Regions from separate parts of the Oryzias latipes genome. Here region 2 is linked to region 1. Evidence: chromatin contacts called from public Hi-C data. All regions are on one chromosome and are shown on one strand. Each heading gives the region's core, a stretch centred on a gene start, on an enhancer-like site or on the middle of the called end of the contact. The rest is flanking DNA. Distances are from core to core; before and after follow the strand shown.

Region 1 (6,568 bases), core at 2,933-5,432:
CTTTATCCACCTTTGTCATGATAGGGAGAACACGTCAAAGTAAGGGTGGGGTCATCTGGAACCGATAGGATAGCACAAGGGTTTTAATCAGAAAACTTCTGAGTTCTGAAATCGAGTTTACCTACGGCTGCTGCAGCTTGGCAGCTGATCCTCTAGGAGGCAGGGTTGTCCACAGAGTGAGCCAAATACAGCATCTGTTCTCACAAACTCCCAGCATGATTGATGTTTTCTTTTTGTTTCAACAATTTGTCTCCTGTCAGTCACGGCTCTGCTATATAGAAAATAGACAGCTGGCTGTCTCCCTGACTTCAGAGTTCTGGCTGTTTCTGAATTGTAATTATTATAAATGTCAACACTTTTTCTCCTTATCAAGATAACACAACTTAGGTTTGGAATGAAACTGGAGAGACATACAACTTCTTAATGTTCCACGGGGTGGGATCAGTCAATCCTGGTGTGTTCCTCCACTGACTGACTCCACACCAAGTGGGTGATCTGAGTGGCTGCTGGGTTTTCAGGTTCAGTCATGTTTAGACAAATGCATCCTTCAATACCACTCCATTATAATCTACATGCCAGTGGGGAGCATCAAACATCATGGAGTGAATGATCACTCTGCCATCAGTTTAGACATCCTGTCAGATAGACAGTTACTCTGCTGTTGTGGTCAGAATGCACAAACAGTTTAATATTGCTGCTCTAAAATCCAATAAAAACAATTTTGAAAAAAAAAAGAATGCATAAAAAAACTCTATCTGTCTGACAATCCTCATGTTGAGTTCTGCTTTATGCAATATGACTCATTCTGAAGAGCTGTACTGTAAGGTGGTCTGATTGTTCAGATTCTGGCTGCCTCCCTCTGTTTGGAGCCTGCCCTGCCTCCCTTGCACGGACAGGCTGAGTAGAAGCCCCAGTCTAGCCAGAGAACAGTCCCGCCTCTGTGCATGGGGTCCAGCACAAGGCCCTACTTACCTGAGAATGCCCCAACCACCACCCAGAAGTCCTGAGTATCTCCCTGATCTGGGAAAGGAACTGTCCACCCCACAAAAAAACGCCACAAGCATCACGGTCAAGACAACCGCCTGCCCGCCCTGTGGAGAGCAGAGAGCAAAGACAGGACAGATCCATCCTACTCAGTTGGAAGGTGCAAGCCAGAGATGTGCGTCTCTGACAAGAACTGTAACCATGGACTGAATAGGCTTCCTTAATTTTGGAAAACATAGGTAGGCTTGGAACAGAACGAGCATCACAGGGACACAGACACCCCAGGCTCTGATGAGATTGGCCCAAGGACACAAAACCATCATGGCTGAGTGGCTGGCTCCCCCTCAAGGGATGGAGTAGGAAGGGAACAGAAGATCAGTAACCACCAACCTCCTTATGTATTGTGTGTGTATGTATAATGTGTTCATGTGGAGAGTGTGTGTAGTGTGTGTGCAGTTGAAATTGGTGGGTAGAACACTGTGGCAACACCTCCTGTTCTTAGTGATGTCCAAGTCCCCTCCCAACAAAGGAACCTTCATGTCTAATACTGCAGAGCTGATCAACCAAGAAGGGAGGGCCCACTGCAGAGTACCCAAACTCCCAAGGTGCATTGAAAATTGCCTCCTCTCCACCAACATCCCAATAAGGTGTCGAGTTAGGTATTAGTGCAGTTTGGCAGCAGCTTCCACACTGAGCTCTGGGCATTTGGTTTACTGCACTTTCTTATCCACAGTTTTTGTCCACTGTGTACAAACATGTAAAACAGATGATTAGATGTTTTTAACCTTTGTCTAAGAAAGTCAGGCAGAAAAACTTTTCAAAAGTCTTTTTTTGTTTAAAAATAACTAAGTCCAGCTGACGTTTTAAAGATAGTTTTTCTGCTATTGACCCATCCTGGTAGAATATGTTTCTTCACAGATAAATTTAGGTAATGTTATGTAATTTGATTTATGAATTTTAGTTCTGTAAACAAGTATATTTCTACTGTCTGCACCACTGACACCTCCCCCCTTTACATATCTCCTTAGACATGCCTGTGCAAAACTTGATTTTCATAAATATTCTAGTTTTTTTTTTTTTGTCATTGGCAGGTACTGCACCTTCTTACCTCTCTAGTCTGCTTTTAAAACATTAAAGTCTTTTTGCTCTGCACACTGGTGTGTGTTACTGGTTACGAGAACCAAATGTAAGTTCCGGGGGGATTGTGGGTTTGCTGTGCTGGCTCCTAAATTCTGGAGCCAACTGCCACCGGTTATGATGGAGACCTTTAAAGCCAAGCTGTTCCTTCACTATCGCGCTGCCTAGCTGCTTTTTTATTATGTTGGTCTCAATCTCTGTTTTTATGTCTTTTATGGTTTTTCTGATTATATAATGTGTTCACTGAACAGGAAACGTGGACAGGAGAAATCTGCACAAAGGTGCTCAAAAGGTGGATCTGACTCTGAAGTGTTATTAGTTATTAATCAAGTGTTGATTAATAATTAATATTAAATCTCATAAAAATCTTGATCATGAGAGGACTTTAGATTTACTGCTAAACCAGATGAAAGAACAGTCTTGAGGCTTAACATCAAGTTAAAAGGTGGAATGCAGAATACTTGGATTTTTAGCCTCCCGTGGTTCTCCTCCAGGATAAATGACAGGGAGGGCAACCCCAACCCTACAGTCTTCTCCTTGGACCATGTCTTTCCACAGAGGTGCTGTTTGTGGCAGCTTCTGCAGCTCTAACAGCTCAGCAGTGGGCAGGAAGATCCCCACATTATAATGGGAACCTTGTGCAGCTGTGGTCAGTAATCAGAGTCCAGCACTGTCCAGTCACACAACAGCAAGGTGATAACACGGGCCCTTCCATCTGTTTCCTGACCTCATGGGTCACGCAACGAAAGATTAACAGGTCAGTGATGAGGCCGGGGGCTCAAGGAGGATAACCTCTGCGTGAGTGATAAACTCTGCTGCCCTGCACTCACAGAAAAGACATAAACCTCTCTTTTTAAACTTTGACAAACATTAAATTTTGTACCCAAAAGATTTTAGTTTAGTCTGTTTAGTCTAGTTTAGCAAATACCTATTTTAGTCAGACAACTCATGCAGTAAGGAAGATTTGTTCCATATTTCTTTTAGTTTGGCATAAGGCTCCGTTCAGACACATAAAACAAAGATCTCCATAGAAAGCTTTGGGTATTAAACTACCCCTAATGGAGCTCACAGGTGGAAGCCAGGGAGGAGGGTGGGGTGATGAACGCAGAGCTCGCGGAAATGGAAGAAGAGGATTGGACCGCACCTGGACTTAAGTAGGACCGAACAGGTGAGTTAATTAGACTGAACCGCCAGCAGGGAGGAGTAACCAGGTAAACACACAGCTCAAGTTGCCTGCCGTTCATTTTATTTTATGACTGATTTCATGTTCTTATACAATTACTGGTATGAAGTCCATTTAGACAACTATTGTTGTAATATTTGGCTATATAAATAAAAAAGAATTGTATCAAACGTAGTCCGTTGGCATGTTTGAACTATTTCTTCTTGAGTTAATAATCAGTAATGTATAAATATCCATCCATGTATATTCTTAACCTGCTGTATCCAGAGGTCATGGCATGTATGAAAAATGTCTGCTGAATTACTGCAGGTAACCTTTTCAGAAGCATTTGGATTTAAGTAATGCAAAGATATGCAAAAATAAATCTGTTTTGCATCCTTTGCTACAGGTGTAGGATGCAAAACAGATTTAAACACACAACAGGAGAGCTCTGTTAACAGGAAGCTGGTTAGAATATGGTTGTAAAATAAAATCTTAAAGTTCCTAGTTTTAGCTCAAAACACTGCAGGCTGATCTTTTAAGAATCAGAATATTATTTCAGCTTAAGAGATTTGTTGTAAGTAGATATTTTTTGAAAAAGCACTATATAACATTTTCGTTGTCAGTTTATTCATTGAATTGCTGAACTGTTTCCCTGCAGATTTCTTATCTGCAAATAAAATCCTGAGCACACAGGGGGGTAGGGGGTGGGGGGCAGTGGTGTCATCTGTCTGGAACATGACGTCAGGTATGACGGAAACGGTTTTATTCGGTTACTTTTGACTCACTGATGAGATGCATTTCTCTGGGTTTTTTTTTCTGAAGAGCAGCAAGGAGATGCAGGACCTCCTTCTGACGTTAGGAGGAGTGGGGAGTGTTTGTGAGGGGAGGGGGTGGCACCGCTATGCTGCTTTTCTAACAGGAAGTGGACCCTTGCTCCCTCCCCACATTCCTCCAACAGATGTTTGACAGGCTAAATATTTTCACAGCTGGAGAGCCAGGAGAACAAATCCTGAACGATTCATTACAGTGGAGGCAGCCAGGTCCAGAAAAAATGGCCACTTTCTTTGTTTTAAGGGGAAACCCAGCTTGAGAGGCGGAACCAGAGAGGCTCCATCACCTTCTCCAGTTCTTCAGGGTCCAGAAGGATTCCCTGGGTTTGTGTCCTCCTGCAGAGTGGAAATGTTTCCATAAATCATTGACAGACTAATGTGTGCCTGATGCAGCAAAGCAGCACCTGGTCTCAATCAGCTCCATGCTGTCACGTGATGCGGGTGAGGAGGATCCCAATCCTTTTGAAGAAAACAGAACAAAAGATTTGGCTCCACGCAGAATCTCACTTCCACCAAGGATTCAAAAACACGTAGAGCTGATCCTAAGGACAGCTAGCACAGCACTCTGTCTTCTATCAGGCCACATCCCATGTTGCAAAGACAGAAGCGTTCTTTATTGACAGATGAAGAGGCACTTTATGAACCACCTTCCTGTCCCCCTGGAGATGAGCTGTGTGAGTCCTGGAACAAGAATCAGCAAACAGAGGTCAGTTTGCAATTGTCAACTGAAAGAAGTCAAACAAATCAAGGAGAAAACAATACCATGAAACCATGAATTACTGTGAAGGAGTATTCAAAGTGGCACACATTATGGCCCTATTCAAAAAGCTCATCTTAATCTTGATCGTCTTCCTTTATTCAAATCATCGTGAATCAAGAGCAGATGACAAATGCTGTTTGAGAAAGAGCGTATTTGTGACAGAAAATACAACGAGTGGGCTGTAAGATCCCTGTTCCAAGTTCTTAGCAATGGGAACGGGAAGAGGGGTCCACAAGTTAGAGGTGCATTCCAAATGAACTCATGCCGCTCTGCAGAAACTATGTCCTAGAAAACGACACCGATTTTTTGAATTTGGCTAAAAACCGCATAAAAGACCACTGCGAACACTTTGAAAATAGATCAAAGTGTTACTCAAAGCTTATCAAAACTCAACATGCATTAAACGATCAAAACAGATCAACTCTACTCTCTTACCGTCTTTAAGACACACCTGCCAATTTCTGTTAATTTTGGGGAACTAAGAAATCTGAGAAACTTGTAAAGTTCCAACCTGAGCAGTAACCATGAACATTTGGTGGCTGAAGAAATTTCCAAAAAATATTTCAAGTAAAATGGAGGCATATTGTGAACTCTGAGAAGTGAAATAAGGAGCATTTCTTTTTTTAGTGTGTGATTGATGAGAGGCTCACCACCTCTGTGTCCTGCAGGACTACAGGAGGATCCAGCACCACGAGCTGCAGTGGAGTTTTTGGTCATTTACGAGCTTCAGTGTGATAAATCACACCCAGCTGATGCTTATCTCACAACAGGGAAAGTGATTTTAAAGAGGATGAAACATTTAAAGAAACACCGGATGAGAGATGGGTGTTTTGTCAACCTCTCGGCTGCAGCTCGTTTGTCCCGTTTACCTTTGGCTAAACCCTGTGCTTGAGCCCTGCTGTTGTCACAGCTGTGTGCCTGGAGATTCCCTGAGTGGGAGAAAAACTCTTCCAGAGTCAGTTCATGTATTGTTCCTGGTGTGGTCTGGATACTTAAAGCGGGTCACAGTCAGCAGCCAGTCACAAAGCAGCCTTCAAGGGGGTTTGAGCCAAGAGCCCAGGTGGATAACAGTCCAGCATCACATCCTGTAAAACACACCCATCTATGGCACTGCTCGTGCAGAAAACAGACTATGAATTCGGTCAAACACCATCTGGAAATACAGTTAAATACAGGAATACATTTTCACTTCCTAAATATTCTGTGTTTGCCTTTGGTTGGTTCTTTTTTGCTCATCGGAGAGGGAGACGCTTTACACAGAATGGCTGCAGACATTGTTTCAAAGAGGAGATATTACATCAGCAGAGGGAACAAAGACGGGGCATCTTTCTGGCTGACCATCATCAGCTGAGACACAAGCCAGCTGCCTGCAGTGTAGCTAGCAGCTCTACCATGAGGCAGCTTGTTCCAACAGCAGTTTGGTGAAGGGTTGAAAGAAATGGAGAAGCCATGAGACTGACCTGCAAGGCACTGAGTGCAATGCATCGCAGTACAACAGCAGGCCGGGGGGTGGGGGGACAGGGAATCCTTCTTCTGGAGGAAAAAAAACAGGAGTGGGAGCTTCCTCTGCCTTAATCCCTGAAAGAACAAACTGGAAAGTGATGAATGTGAAAATTTAGTTCCATTCTATAGACAGACAAAGTGGTGAAAATGCTCCACTGGGAGCTGACACGAGGCCTTTAAGCTTTTTCA
Region 2 (6,568 bases), core at 3,049-5,548, 120 kb before region 1:
GAGTACTTTTGCGTCAGGAAGTCTGAGTCCTCCTCACCGAAGTCTCATTGTGTTCTGCGGTTCTCGCAGCTGTATGTTCTGCAGCGGAGTCACATACAGAAGCAGTTTCTCCTCCTTTGTTTGCGGGATGAATGTCCACCAGGCGTAGACGAATCCTGCAGGGGGAGGCAGCTCTCTGACAGCAGAACTACAGCCAGCTCTTTGTATGGCAGCAGCTACACCCCCCACACTCCCTGAAATGCCCTTTATCTACATGGAGGGCCGTTGATCTAACTTTCTCTGCCTCCACAGAAAGGCAGCAATATATACATGGCTTCCTGCAGACGTGACACAACTGTGTGATGTTCACACCTGTGCAGGCTAGGGTGAGAGGCTACTGTTGCAAAAACTGTGCTGGTTTTCTTGTGGGGGGGCTGGGGTTCAAGGACTTCCTGTTAGTTGATGCAAACAATCAAACTTCAGAAAATCACTGACAGCAGAAAAGAAAGGTTGAGCAAAACTTTTATTTGTGCCTTTTTGTCTTTTCACTTTACTGTCTCAGTGATACATTTCAAGTTCCAAAATCTTTGCTGATTCACTAAACATGATGAATTTTAATTCTCAAGTGGGCTTGAAGAATGCTTAAAGTTTGAATTAAGATCACTGAAATTTAACAATGAGAATATTTTGTGTAACAAATTATTTGTTAGTTTAAAATGTTTGTTCCTTCCACATGTGTAACAGCAAATAATTAATTACAAAAAAAGGCATCTGGTAAATGGATAAAGTCTGTGATCAGTCTGGTCAGTGGAGTATTTCTAGTTTTCTATGAGGGGAAAAAGGGAATCAGTGTTCATAACAAACGGCATTAGGAAAGATTTCCACATCCAATGGCTGAACACTTTGATAAACTTTTTTTGAAGATCTAAATATTCACTTCCGAGCACTTGACTTAAAGTTTGAATTATTTATAGTTTATCAAAAGTTGTTGGAAGGCTCGTCTACATTAGATGATGCAGTTTAGTTTAGTTGTTTCTCTCTGCTGTTTTTGGTCATGTTTGGTTCTTAGTTTGCCCCCCATCAGCATCATGTTGGTAATCACCCCCTGTTTTCATTTCTGTTAATTGTTCTCACTTCCTGTTGGTTGACTCAAAAGATCGAACTTCAGAAAATCACTGACAGCAGAGAAAAGCATGAGACAACAGAGAACGGTTCCCTCGGGATCAGCAAAACCTTTAATTGTGCCTTATGTCATTTCAGTGTGTAAATGTCTCAGTGAATAACGCAACATTCAGTGGTGTCGAAGGGGATCTTGGAGGTTTGGCGGTTCTCCACTGAGGCAATCGGTGGTTGCCCTAGCTGGTCGGCTGCCTCGGTCCCATGGGTGCCTAATCAGAGCTCTCCCAGGGGCAACACTTGGAGGCGGGGGCCTGGGCTTGCTCCTGGGACTGCCTCTTTCTTGGGACCCCTGCGCTTGGGAGGCTAGAATGCTGGGGGGGCGGTGTGCTTGGACATCAGCTGCTTGCTGGCAGTGATGAGCTAAGATAAGCTAATTCTTCTCTATGAGTTCTGGTACATCACCTGTCCGTCCTGGGGGAGGATCCCTCCTCCATGTGGACACCCCTGAGGTTTCTTCTATTTTTCCGGAAACCGTTTTTTTAGGAGTTTTTCCTTACCGCGAAGGGGGGTCTAAGGGCAGGGATGCCAGTTTAGTTTAGTCGGTTTAGTTAGTTCAGTTTAGTATTTTCCTATTGAATTCTATGACTTCATGATCCTTTTGATTTTATGTTTACTTTACAATTACCGGTACGAGGCCCATTGAGACGACTGTTGTTGTGATTTTGGGCTATTTAAATAAAAATGAGTTGAATAATCTGGAGGAAGGAGGAAGATGTTTAAGAAAAAAGAGGTAGTTTGGGATTCAAACTGATAAGCAAGACCTGTGAACCAGCACTCCCATGTCTGCAGTAAGAAGTTTATACGAGTGTTTTGTTAACTACTGACCTTGCATCTCTTAGATTCATTATTCTTTTTTGTAACCAAGGCAACCAATTCTAAATAAAATCGGAGGTTGGACAGGCATCCCCAGAGCTGTTGGACTGTTGACTGTTTGGGCTCTTGTGTCTGTTTTTTTAATACTGTCTTGTGTTTTCAGAAACAACATTAACAGTATTAAAAGGAAATTATATTCAACACCAACAAAAATGTATATATGCATTCATAAAATGAATAATCTGTTGGTTTTACATCAAGATCACAAAAAGCACAGATTTCCTTCCTTATTCTGTGTTTTGAGCACAGCTTTATGTCAGAACTGAACACTGAATAAATGACACACAAACACAAAGTAAATGGTAAATACTTATACAGCCCTGTACTGCCCTCTTAAAGGCCCAAAGTGCTGTACAGTCTCAGTCCCATTCACCCATGAACACACAATGATGGCGGCTCCACTGCCTAACACTGGTGTCAACCTGTAACCACCAGGAGCAACATGTGGTTCAGTGTCTTGCCCAAGGACACTTGGACGGGCAGAGCGGAAACCCAACCTGCGATTTTCCGATGCACCATAACCGTCCTACATTGCCTATCGAATGGAAAGTGAGGACATGTAATAAATAAACGTCAAGGACGTGTAAAAAAATTATTAAAGCATTACTTTATTGGCCACTGCTGAGTAAACTAAAGCAACAATCAACCCACTTGTAGAAAATCCAGCTGGTGTTTAATTCTGTGCTTAGTACCAAACTCCCTGAACGATCTGCTGTGTTGAATTGATGCGCCGTGCTCAGACGTCTGACAAAAAGCAACAACAAAAACAGACTCCTTGACTACTGTTGAAACCGCAAAGACAAAAGCGGCAGATCAGAACCCCTGTAATACAAGAATCTGGGTACAAAAGAAAATAATGTGATCATGTTTTCAGTCACTCCAGGTTCATGTTAGTAAGTTTTCATTTCTGTTAATTGTCCTCAGCCTATTTAAATGTCTGGTTATGGAGGGACGCCACTCTTCCCTGCAGCCATGCTCTGCTGCGCTTTGCCTTTAGCAACAAGTTAAAGTATGTTTTTGTGATTCATTGATTTCTGGGGTAAACTTTATAAAACGCTGACATCTGCTTCCTCGTCCCCTTTGACCCATGTGCTATCCTATGGGGTCCCGGTGACCCCACCCTTCCATTGAGGTGTTCTCCCTACCATGACAAAGGTGGATAAAGGTGGAAAGATTTCATGTAATCCATGGACACCAGTGAATATCACAAATCATTGAAGAAAAAAGGTTCAGAGCACTGTCTAGTGGGTCTAGATGACCCAACTCCCAATGTTAAAGTGCCTAGGATAGCACAAGGTTTATACGTTTCAATTATTATCCATTCTGTGAACAGTTTTTGAGTGTTTTGAAAGAAGTCAATATTAATACTAATTGTAAATTCATCCAAAGACCCATATCCAATAGTTACCCAAGTCTCTCTTATTTTGATTTTCTCGTACAGGAAGATGCTTAGTGTAACCTTTGTGAGTTTCAGTTCATGTGAGTTCAAATGAATTTACTCACAGTTCAAGATAAAAAAAAACTGGCCAACAATTCATTACCTAGAGCCGTTTCCCCCGCAATAACAGAATTTGACAGCTGTGGTGAACTGTGAGCAGAGGAAACCAGATGACAGAAGATGCAGAGTATGCTTGAAGTCTGACTTCAGTTCAAGTTTCAGCAGCAGGTTCTACTTCTGAGTTTTCTCTGGACCAGCTGGACCACCATGGCTCTCAGAGCTCAGAGCTGGTGCTCTCAGCATGAACCAACAACAACTATGTGAACCACATCCTTCAGACTTTGCTGAAAGCTTGAAGTTTGCTGCAGACTGAGTTTAGTAAAACTGAGACTTTCCCCCAGCCTGTCCCATGATGCAAAAGCTGGAAGTCTTACCGAACCAGTTCAGATCTGACAGTTTCTGATGAAAGGTCTGCAATGATTCAACACAAAACTAATGGGATGATGCGTTCAAGGCTCCGAGGTCGAACCCCCAGCCGATCCTTCCTGTAGCGCGGCAGCAGAGTCCTCCAGAGGCGCAGACGCACTGCCAGGCTCCTCTGGACGCATCTGACTCCGCTGAACATCACGGGAACCAGCTCAAAGGCGCATGCGTTAAAACCCCGGAGCGCAGCAGCAGCACGTGCAACAAGCGGCGGGCGTGACGGCGGCAGAGGACGGAGACACTTACCGGTGGGCGCGGCTCTGGGTCCCACGCGCCGAGAAGATGCTGCTGCGCGGAACTAAGAGGCGCGCGGCGCTCTGCGTGACGGTGTGACGAGACCCGCATAATGAGGCTGCTGCTGCCTTCAGGAGCTCCAGGATTTCTGAACTCCTATTCAAACTTGAAGTGAAGTCAGTAGAGAATCACTAAGGCAGTGTTTTATAACTTTTGTTCAGCCAAGGCACCGTTTTTACGCTGATAAACTACTGGAGCACACCACAGACTAAAATCACACATAATAACACTCTAGGGCCGAACCGAGTGTGTACAAAAATTATACTTTCTAAATGTCGAATAACAATTAGTGTGAAACTTTGGCCTGCTTTGTACAGCACTCATCAGCTATACTATACTATACTATACTATACAGCTATACTGTGAGTAATCAGACCTCTCATTTGTTAGAAATACTTTCCAGTTCCCTGTGCGTCATACGGATGAGCCAGTACCTCACTGCTCAACAAACATCATATCAGATCTTCCATCCACCCATCTTCTTAATCCACGGTATCCCTTGTATCCGCACTGTATCTCAATCCACTGTATCCCTGGGGTCACAAGGTTGCAGGAGGAAGTCCTGGCTGCTGTTGGGAAAGGGGGCGGCACACCCTGTCTGTCGCAGGGCACACAGGCACTCCCACACACAGGGACACCTTGGAGTAACCTATAACCCATTGAACCTATAAAGCAGGGGTTTGGACTGTAGGAGGACGCCAGGGTACTTGGAGAAAACCCATCCACGCACATGGAGAACATGCAAACTCCACACAGGAAGAACCCAGATAGGATTTGAACCAGGGCCTTCCCACCGTCTCATGTACCAGATTCATCTAACTGCAATGCAAATTTTTGACTATTGTGAAACTTCTCCAAAACAAGAGTTGATGTTTGCAGACATGACATGAACCTGTCATAAAACTGGAGCTATCTGAGAGAGAACTAAGCTGTCAGGGCCGAGCATCTCCTTTGCAACTTCTTTACAGGCAGCATTAATGTTTCATTTAGCGATGACAGCTCTCATTTATTTTTGTCTGGTTCTCCATCAGTGTAAATTACAGCCTGTTAGGATCAATCAGTCATCTGCTGCCTCCCACCGGCATATAAGGGTATTACGCTATGGGGCGGTAAACTCAATCAACCAATCAATCAATCAATCAATCAATCAATCAATCAATCAATCAATCAATCAATCAATCAATCAATCAATCAATCAATCAATCAATCAATCAACCAATCAATCAATCAATCAATCAATCAATCAATCAATCAATCAATCTCGCTACATGGAAATAACCATTCTCAATTCTCAGTCTGCCTGACACCCCTGGTGGAGCATGGAGTACTCATGGAACATCTGTAATTTAATTTAAACCGTTTTTGCTTTAGTTCTGTGCATCTCTGGATTCATTTACCAGCATCCTGACACCACTCCATGCCAGAAGCCAAAGTTATTGTTCTCCAAAGCAGAAGTTGTACTTCTTTGTTTTGTGTTTTGTTTAGCAGGAGAGTGAGAACGTTGTAATAGGTCTCTACACAACAAGAGTTCTGTTTTCACAGATGACCTCAATGAAGACAGAAAATCAAAGAGATTCTACCTGAATGCTATCATTAGCTTAGCTGAAGGATAGACAGTTTTAACCACAAACTTCTCTACTTTGAATTGTTTTTCTTATATACTTTATGAAACATATTGACAAATAGCAATGTTTACAGTTTTTTCTCACAACAGAATTAAACAACAGTTAGTGTGACCTCCACAAATATGTGGTCGTTTTGGGTGCAACCGAGTGTCAGTTGGATTTTCACCTCATTCAGTAATTTATGCCTTTGGAGAACTGAATAAGTAGAAATCTCTGCAAAATCATTTAGACTGGCTATGATCATTCCACGTGTGTTTTTATCATGTCTGTCTAAATGAACTATTCTTTCAGACTGAATTTTTATTGTTCATACAACTATTCCTCTTCCTTTCGTTTCTTACATCATTGCTAAAAAATTTGTTGAACATGTCAAACATTTTGTGAAATCAGATTAAAATATTTTGCCTCTATGAAAATGTTCATAAATAACTTTTCTCAGGTGAACCTCAATAGACTAATTAGTTGTAGACTTTCAATATACTACAACCATGGCTCAGAGTTGGTGTGGCATAGTGTGCTGTAGTAATCACAAAGGGGTGTATTGTATTATTGTATTATAAAAATTCATTTTGTTTATACTTGTTTTTATCTGTACAACAAAAAAGATTGACAACCTAGAAGGGGTGGACGAGCTCATTCAGTGTCCTGATCTAAATGAATTCTAGTTTAGAAAATGCCATACATGACTTATAATGCT

The links. A called contact is a pair of places that touch in the nucleus more often than the background predicts.
Region 2: a contact with region 1 is called in a Hi-C map of embryo, with 1.9 times the contacts expected there. The contact joins the promoter of LOC101167011 here to the enhancer-like site in region 1. A contact is called at or near these places in 2 of 5 Hi-C or Micro-C datasets (both in embryo).

The regions. Positions count from the first base shown.
Region 1 is chr24:21,718,180-21,724,747 of ASM223467v1, reverse strand. No RefSeq gene overlaps it. Among protein-coding and RNA genes, the nearest start is that of lama4, 22 kb to the left of the region's middle. Within about 2 kb of position 4,182, at least 3 of the 8 cell types and tissues checked have an H3K27ac peak or open chromatin away from gene starts, as enhancers often do. A contact at or near this core is called in embryo, where this site is marked.
Region 2 is chr24:21,842,416-21,848,983 of ASM223467v1, reverse strand. It overlaps LOC101167011 (tyrosine-protein kinase Fyn), which reads right to left and starts at 4,298. Exons shown (of 12, transcript XM_023953147.1): 1 at 4,199-4,298.